Linked DNA regions of Rattus norvegicus: region 1 is linked to region 2. A link is a contact called in public Hi-C data. All regions are on one chromosome and are shown on one strand. The core of a region is the stretch at or near the end of the contact, and the rest is flanking DNA. Distances in the headings are between cores, read along the strand shown.

Evidence for each region. A called contact is a pair of places that touch in the nucleus more often than the background predicts.
Region 1: a Hi-C map of kidney shows a contact between it and region 2, with 3 times the contacts expected there. The contact joins the promoter of Cd6 here to the enhancer-like site in region 2. A contact is called at or near these places in 10 of 12 Hi-C or Micro-C datasets (the A7r5 cell line, Schwann cells, frontal cortex and 5 more).

What each region holds. Positions count from the first base shown.
Region 1 is chr1:216,905,124-216,909,010 of GRCr8, reverse strand. It overlaps Cd6 (Cd6 molecule), which reads left to right and starts at 2,487. Exons shown (of 13, transcript NM_175577.3): 1 at 2,487-2,613. The coding sequence starts at 2,565. It also overlaps a transcript of Slc15a3 not described here.
Region 2 is chr1:216,785,710-216,789,394 of GRCr8, reverse strand. It overlaps Vps37c (VPS37C subunit of ESCRT-I), which reads right to left. Exons shown (of 5, transcript NM_001396993.1): 5 at 2,197-3,685. The coding sequence ends at 3,581. Among named protein-coding and RNA genes, the nearest start is that of Cd5, 24 kb to the left of the region's middle. Within about 2 kb of position 1,979, at least 20 of the 93 cell types and tissues checked have an H3K27ac peak or open chromatin away from gene starts, as enhancers often do. A contact at or near this core is called in kidney, where this site is marked.

The sequences.
Region 1 (3,887 bases), core at 1,238-3,737, 120 kb before region 2:
GATTGTTGTAGTTAAGGTTACTACTTCTGTGATGAAACACTGTGACCAAAAATCAACTTGGGGAGGAAATGGCTTATTTGGTGCATGTATTCTGAATCACAGTTCATTGAGGGAAGCCAAGCAGGAACTTGACAGGTAGGTACCTGGCATCAGGAGCCGGTGCAGAGGCCACAAAAGAATGCTTGCTCCTCGAGGCTTGCTCAGCCTGCTTTCTTATAGGACCCAGCACCATCGGCTCAGGGAGTGGCACCACCCATAATTGTCTAGGTTTCCCTACTTCACTAATTAAGAAAATGGCCTAGGAGCTTGACTACAGTCCAATCTTATGGAGGCAGCTTATCAGCTGAGGCTCCCTCCCCTCAAATGACTGTAGCTTCTGTTAAGTTGACACAGAAGTAGTGAGCACAGAGGTACTAAGCACTTCAGAGTGCTGTGCACAGTGGCTGCATCTAAGCACGCTCCCGACTCTCTGTTCTGGAACTTTTCCGCTGAACTGGCTAAATTTGTTTTTTTTTTTTGTGTGGGTGAATGCGTGGGGGTCAGTCAGTCGTCAGAGGGAGACTTCCAGAAGTTAAGTTTTCTCCTTCTACCATGTGGTGCGGGTCCGTGGGTCCAGGGATGGAACTCAGTCCATCAGGCTTGGCAGCAAGCGCCTTTACCCACCGAGCCATCTCACTCTTGTAAGTTCTATGCCTCTTGAAAGCGGGGAAGTTGTTCCATCTCTTTTCTTCCGGTGGAGTGACTCCAAGATTGCACACTTCCAAGCCTCCGGCGATGAGTGGAGTGGACTCTGGAAGCCAGACAATACTGCATATGCCCCGGGCCCCTTTGTTCTGCCAGACACTCTTCACTAGAGGGCGCCCTCAGCCGGTGCCAGAACTCATTCCTGCCCCTCGCTCCCTCTGAGCTGGGCGGGGTCTCACTGTGGGCGGGGCCTGATTCACTATGGCTTCCCAACTTGCCACATCAAATATCCCCTCAGCTGGTGGAACCCTCCTACCAGTGGCAGAAATCCTCTCCATTACAATGAAAACAAGCTAGAATGAAGGAAGTTGAGAACCAGAAAATGTCGTGTCTAGGAGGCACGCCTGGAATGGGGAACCAGTCTCTTCCTAGACTCTATATATAGAGTTCTGCTTAGAGAGCCAAATTATCCATTCCCGCATTCTCTCAACAAAACTTGTCTAACACCTACTATGTGCTCCAAGGGGAGCTCATTGGTGAGCTAACTGCACACAGTCTACTTCCTAGCACTACCCAGCACTTCCAGGTAGCCTGGCCCTTCCCACTCCAGCCCTTTCCTCCCTGAATCTTTTCCTCCTCCAGCAGCCTCCCTGCGAGGCCATCTGCTGAGAACCTGCCTGCCCTCCTGCCCAGTCCTTATAACATAAACAGCCAACAGTCCTCAACGGTGGGATCCAGATTCTTTGGCACCTCTGGGCAACTTCCACCTGGGTTTGGGGCACATGGAGGTGGGGGAGTCCTGCTCTTAGATCCCCTGTTCTCTAGGGTTTCTTTTGGAAAAGCTTAGACCCTTTCTATGTCTCCCCAGGACTGGGGAAATGGCTCAGTAGTTTGCCACAGAAGCATGAAAAGCAGAGCTCAGACTTTCAGAACCTTTATTAAAGCCTGGCAGGTATGGCAGCCTCCTGTAATCCTAGCACCTGGGAGGCAGAGATGGGGCCCAGGGTAAGCTAAACTAGTAGAATTGGGAGCTCTTGATTCAGTGAGAGACCCAACCTCAATAAATAAACAGAGAACAGTTGAACTAAAGACCACTCCTGACATCAGCTTCAAGCGTGTGCGCACGCGCAAACACACACACACACAACATACACATACATACATACCACACACATGCATACAGGCACCACACACATACCATACACACCTGTGCATCCTTTCTCACACACAAACATGCACACACGCTCATGAACACATGCACACACACTGCACACATGGCATACCCCTCAACACACACAAGCAAAGGAAAGTCCATCAAGACCCTATCCTCCTGCCTCTTAGTCTCCACATTCCCAAAGAGAACACAAACCTTGGAACCGAATCCCATGAGAGCTGGATTCTGTGGGAGGGGCAGCAGGGAAGCATTAATTCACTCTTCTAGCACCAGACACTAGAGCATCTCTGGGAGTGAACTGTCTCTTTGTCTCAAAGAAAGAAGGCACAGCCTCTTTGTCTTTTTTGGAAGACCCCCAGGGATGTGCTCATTGGACATGGGCCTCTGTGAGTCTCAGGGTTCACTTTGGTTGGTGGGCTTATGAAAGACAGCTTGGGCTCCCCCGCTCAACACCCCTGTAACAGCACCCCTGTAACAACAGCCCGGCTTCCTGGAGACCAAAACCACAAGCAGAAGGTAGAGGCGTGAGATACTCACAGGCTGGGCCTGTGTGTAGGAGAGAGAGTGTGTAGCACAGAGGGCGCTGAGAACAAGAACACAAAGGGCAGCACGGTGAGACAAGCCGTCGGTGGCACAACTGCCTCACCGAATCAGGATGGCACTTCCTACAGGCAGGCGTGGGTAGCAGTTGGAGCCGGCAACAGACATGTGGCTCTTCCTTGGGATCGCTGGATTGCTGACAGCAGTTCTCTCAGGTAGATCTCTTCTGTCACCTCTTACAGCTTGTGCTAGAGGACCCGGGTCCTGTCTGCTTGGCCTCTTGCTAGTTGTTCCCTCGTGGCCACTTTTGTAGAGTCTTTTAACTAAGACCATCCTGGTGTGACAACAGCTGGGGGCTTGAGATGACACAGGGACCCCTTAAAGGGTTGGATGATGCTCTCGTCTTTAAAAGGCCTCGTGGGAGTGAGATGAATGAGCTTTGTGCCTGACTTGGGTCCTAGGTCTGAGGAGGGAAGAACCCTACTCACCTTTGGGCTGAGGAAGCACCCTACTCCCACCCTGTCACAGGAAGGGAGGAACCACTCCTCCGAGAAGGTGGACCAGCCAGCAACAGTATTTTCCATGTTAAGCCCCAGAGTGGAGTTCACCAGGAGCAGAGACATAATTCAGGGAGACCCAGGGAACCTCTAGACCATCCTTCATAGTGACTTTGGGGTCAACCTTTTGGACTAATTTGAGACACAAATTATCGAGAAAGCTCTTGAGCTCCTGAGCTGCCTCCAAGTGCTGAAGTAGTCTTGAAGCCTGAACTGGGGTTCTGGAGCAAATGCCCAAAGTCACCAGACACTCGTGAGGTGCCATAGAGTGCTGAGGGCCAAGCTAGCAGAAACAGGCAATAGCAGAAACTCAGGGATCCCTGTACATGGTGGGCTTTCACATTTCGGGGTAGGAAGATGGTAGAGAAACAGACTTATGGTCTAATGAGTTAGGTCTGCCCTACAGAAGGGAAGCCCAGGCAGACGGACAGGGATATAAGCTCGTCAGAGGTTATGAGCACTAGGGGACTTCTAAAGGAGTGCCTTCTTTCTGTCTGGATCCTCGGGCATATCATCCAAGTCCCCTGGCATGTGTTTTGCACAGTAGAGGCCTGGGCTTTTGCTGTCCTTTTTTTTTTTTTTTTTCCGGAGCTGGGGACCAAACCCAGGGCCTTGCGCTTCCTAGGTAAGCGCTCTACCACTGAGCTAAATCCCCAGCCCCTTGCTGTCCTTTCTTGACCAGCTGTCTCCAAAGCAGCTCTCAGAGCTCAGCATTCTTCTACCCAGGCCGACTGCAAGACCTCCTGCATGTCCATCAGTGTCACTGCCCCCCCCCCACCTTTCCTAAGAGGCCCAGAGCAGGCTCAGAATTAATACCTATAAGGAAAAGACTGCTGACTGCTAAGACTGGAGTCTCAAATAAGCCAGCTCCTTCTCTTTCTGCTGCCTCCCAGTAGGGATGAGGGCTGGGGATGAGCGGAATACCGAGCCCT
Region 2 (3,685 bases), core at 730-3,229:
GTGAAGGGGCCCCGTGAAAGGGAATTAAAGGGTTGCTACCAGAAAGAAGCAAGATACAAGGCAGCCACTGCCTACCATAGGTATCTTCCTTGTAAAGCTCTTTATGTCTACCAGCGGTTTCAAAGCTTCCAAAGTCTATTTAACAGAAAAATACACCAAAAACTTTAGCAGAAAAGGAATCATTAGAAAACTCTTACTGTTCTCTTGCTCTTGTTTCTCACTTCCCTGCCTTTCCCCTCTTCCCTGTCCCTTCTCTCACCCACCCACCCCTTCCTTCCTCGTGTTCATGGACGGCCTTTCCTCTCCTCTACTCTTCTTCTCTCATTAAACCTCTCCATGTGGAGGGGAGGGGAGAGAAAACTGTGGGGCTGGAGAGATGATTCAGTCAGCAAAATGCTTGTATTGCAATCATGAGGACCCGAGTTCAGATCCCCAGCGCCCACATAAAAGCTGGGCATAGCAGAAAGTACCAAAACTCCCAGCACTGAGGGGGGGAAGCAGGCAGAGGGCTGGAGCTCCCCGGTCAGCTGGCCTACCTCAACCAGTAAGCTCAGGTTCAGTGAGAGACCCTACCTGTCTAGGTGGAAGACTGAGGAAGACCTCCATACAGAATACACACAAAACTCTCAAGCTATGTGGGCCTGGGAGATATGTCCCAACAAGACCTGCCAGGTCACATAGTCCAGGAAGAACAACTTAATTCCTTGACAGCTCTTTTCAAGTTCTAGACTCAGATGCAGAATCAGGCCCCCAGCCAGCACTTGTCCCCTGGGAAGTTCATGACACACATCCCCCTCACCCACCAAGGTTGCTCTGTTGTGACCTGGGCTTGGGGTCTCCATTTTACAGGACTGGAACAGAGCAGGAACCACTCTCGGTGCCCTACCTTCCTGCCCACTTTCCTCTGAAGGCATCTGTATACTCATAATTCTAGAACCTCTTCCTCCTCTCAGAGGTCAAAGAAACTGAAAGTGTAACAGGAAGCTTCCTTGGATCATTAGGCAGCAATCCCTGCCTCAGAGGTAGAGGACACTTCAGGCCCTCCCCAGCTGGTCTCTAGGCTAGATCTCTTCCGCCCTTTCTGTACCCAGGACCTGTCACGGTTGAGGTGCAGCAAGAGGCCTACATGATCTGGTAACTATTTCCAAGGAGCTAGAAAGAACCCATGACAGTGTGTGCTAGCAATGCAGCCGGAAGGAAGGGAAGAAAGGCAGACGGAGCCTCGTGCAGACCGCGTGGCTCTCCAAGTCTTTTCTGAGAAAAGTTGGCCCTATGCCCCCTGCCCCCACCCTGGTATAACCCGAACGGCTGTGGTGAGGTCTGCAATGTGTTCTGACTGATGTCTCGTGTGCCCAGCCCTGGACGCCTGCCAGGCAGCTCAAGCACAGCAGGGAGTGACAGGCAATGAACTTGAACTGAAGTTGGTGACTCTTGTGTCACTCTCTCGAGACTTCTAAGTACCACAGTGCATACATGGTACAGGAACCCTGCAGCCCTGGGATTGCAGATCAAAACCTAACTCCTATCTCCATTTGTACCTTGGTCACTGCTCCACTTAAACAGGTTTACCTCCTGTTTAAGCCCGGGGCAAGGAGGGCTAGGGTGGCTATGGAGAGGACACTAGGCGACACATGCCGTAATTCTGGTGATTCTTAGCATCTCTGGGCATCTATCAGACAATCTACCTCTATCACCTTGCCGGGAAGAAAGGGCAGAGAGATGACTAGAGACTGCCAGTCTCCCACATCCGTGGAGGCTTCAGGACAGCCATCCTGCAACAGTGCTTAAAGGAATGCTGTGAACAGAGCCAACCCCACAAGGTACCAGAGACAGAAACATGCACGCGCGCACACCCAGTCACACGCCGATTCCCATCCTCTCTCTCTCCTGGTTTAGAAAATGAACAGATCACAACCATGCTCACCAGGTGACAGGGCACTTACCTCCCAACCTGGACTGAGGCACTGGTGCCCTCTGGTGGGACAGCGTGGCTACGCATGAAGCCTAGAACAAAGCAAGCATTGTAGGCTCCAAGAAACAGCCAAGGAAAACCACAGAAAAGAAGGTAGGAAGAGCCAACCCCTAGGAAGAAGTGGCGTGGGAGTGGGGGACTCAAGAGGTGGCCACAGATGGAAGGTAGACTAAGGCTGCAGAAGCCACCACCCCACAAGTACATCAGAGACACCACACACCACGGAACTCATCGACGTTTATTATGGCAATTGCACAAACAGACGGGCAGTCATTATCCAGTTCAGCAGCAGTCTACCACAGACTCCATTAGTGATTCCACGTTATAAATAACTTAGGAGAAGCAAGCCGAGTTGGTACTGCACCCCTGGTCTGTGGGCGGAGTGGCACCAGAAGATGGGGTTCCTCCTTGACCCCCAGCACCTTGGTCCACCAGAGGCTGGGTACCCAGGCAGGGGATGTTTCAAGGCACATACAGTTTCCTAACCCGTAGCAGCTCCAGGGTCCACCCTGAGACCTGGTTCACATCTGGACCAGCCATACAGATGCATCATCTGCTGCAACCCCTTCAGTATATGGTGTAGTCACTTTCATTACTAAGCAGGCTTCGGCCCCATCCAGGGCTGGGGCTGCGCTCACAGTCCTACCCTTTAGTCTGGAAACAGAGTGTAGAGAAAGCAGCCCCAGTGTAGTGATGATGTCTGGGAAGCACCATGGGGATGTTCTGAAAGGGTAGGTCTGGTGTCTGTTCTGCAGGGACACTGGGAGAAGGAAGGAAATACACAAGGTAAAGGGGCAGCTAGCAAATAAGAGTCAAGGCACTAAAGGAGTGGAGGGGTGGGTGAACCTCAGAAAAAGCCAGCCAGAAGTGGAGGGGCCCAGGAGTGGAAAATGGCTGGGAGGTAACCCTGGTCCCCCACTCCAGCCAAGGGCTCCAGGGTGACCCCAGGACATCTAACCATACAGTTTGAGGCCTGGGTCTCCCTCGGCATCCCAACTCTCTCACGATACCACTGCTGCTGTGGTCCTTGTCAGCACATAGAATACACTTGCCTGACATTGGCACAGCAACTAAAATAAGGCTCTCAGGGCACGAAGTCCCCGTTTTTCCTAGGACCCAACTGTGGTAAATAAGACAGACTGTCCTTAAATGGACAGTCAGAGCTCTGACCTCACTTGGCATGTGATTCCACATCAAACATGCCAAGTTCCAAGGGACAGCCCGGATGAGCAGGGTCTGAGACCCAGGGCCACCCTGCCATCAAGATCATTCTACATTGGTTCAGCTGTCAGGGATCAAGCGCAGGTAGCTGTGCAAAGACATGAACACACCCGTTCACACAGACACCAGAGAGCCCTGGGCTCCCCCCCACCAGGCCACTCAGGATGTGCTGAGCTGGTCCCTGGCAGAAGGAGCTCCCAGAAGGATTCATGCTGTACTGTTCAGGGCCTTTCAGGAGGCCTATGTGCTTCCAACTATAGGCTCAAGGCTCCTGTGTGTCCAAACATTTCAGAGCATGTCACCTCCAGGTCCAGTGTTAACCTCAAATCTCAGCAAATGGAGGCCAAAGGCTGTGGTGTAGAAGGAAGAAGATGGACATGGACCAGACTAATACCTAGGCCAGGCAGATCCTGGAGGGTGAAAGCCATAGGGGGGTGTTACCCCAGAAGGGTATGGAGGTTGAGGGGGCACTGGCGGCGGGGGCTGTCCTGG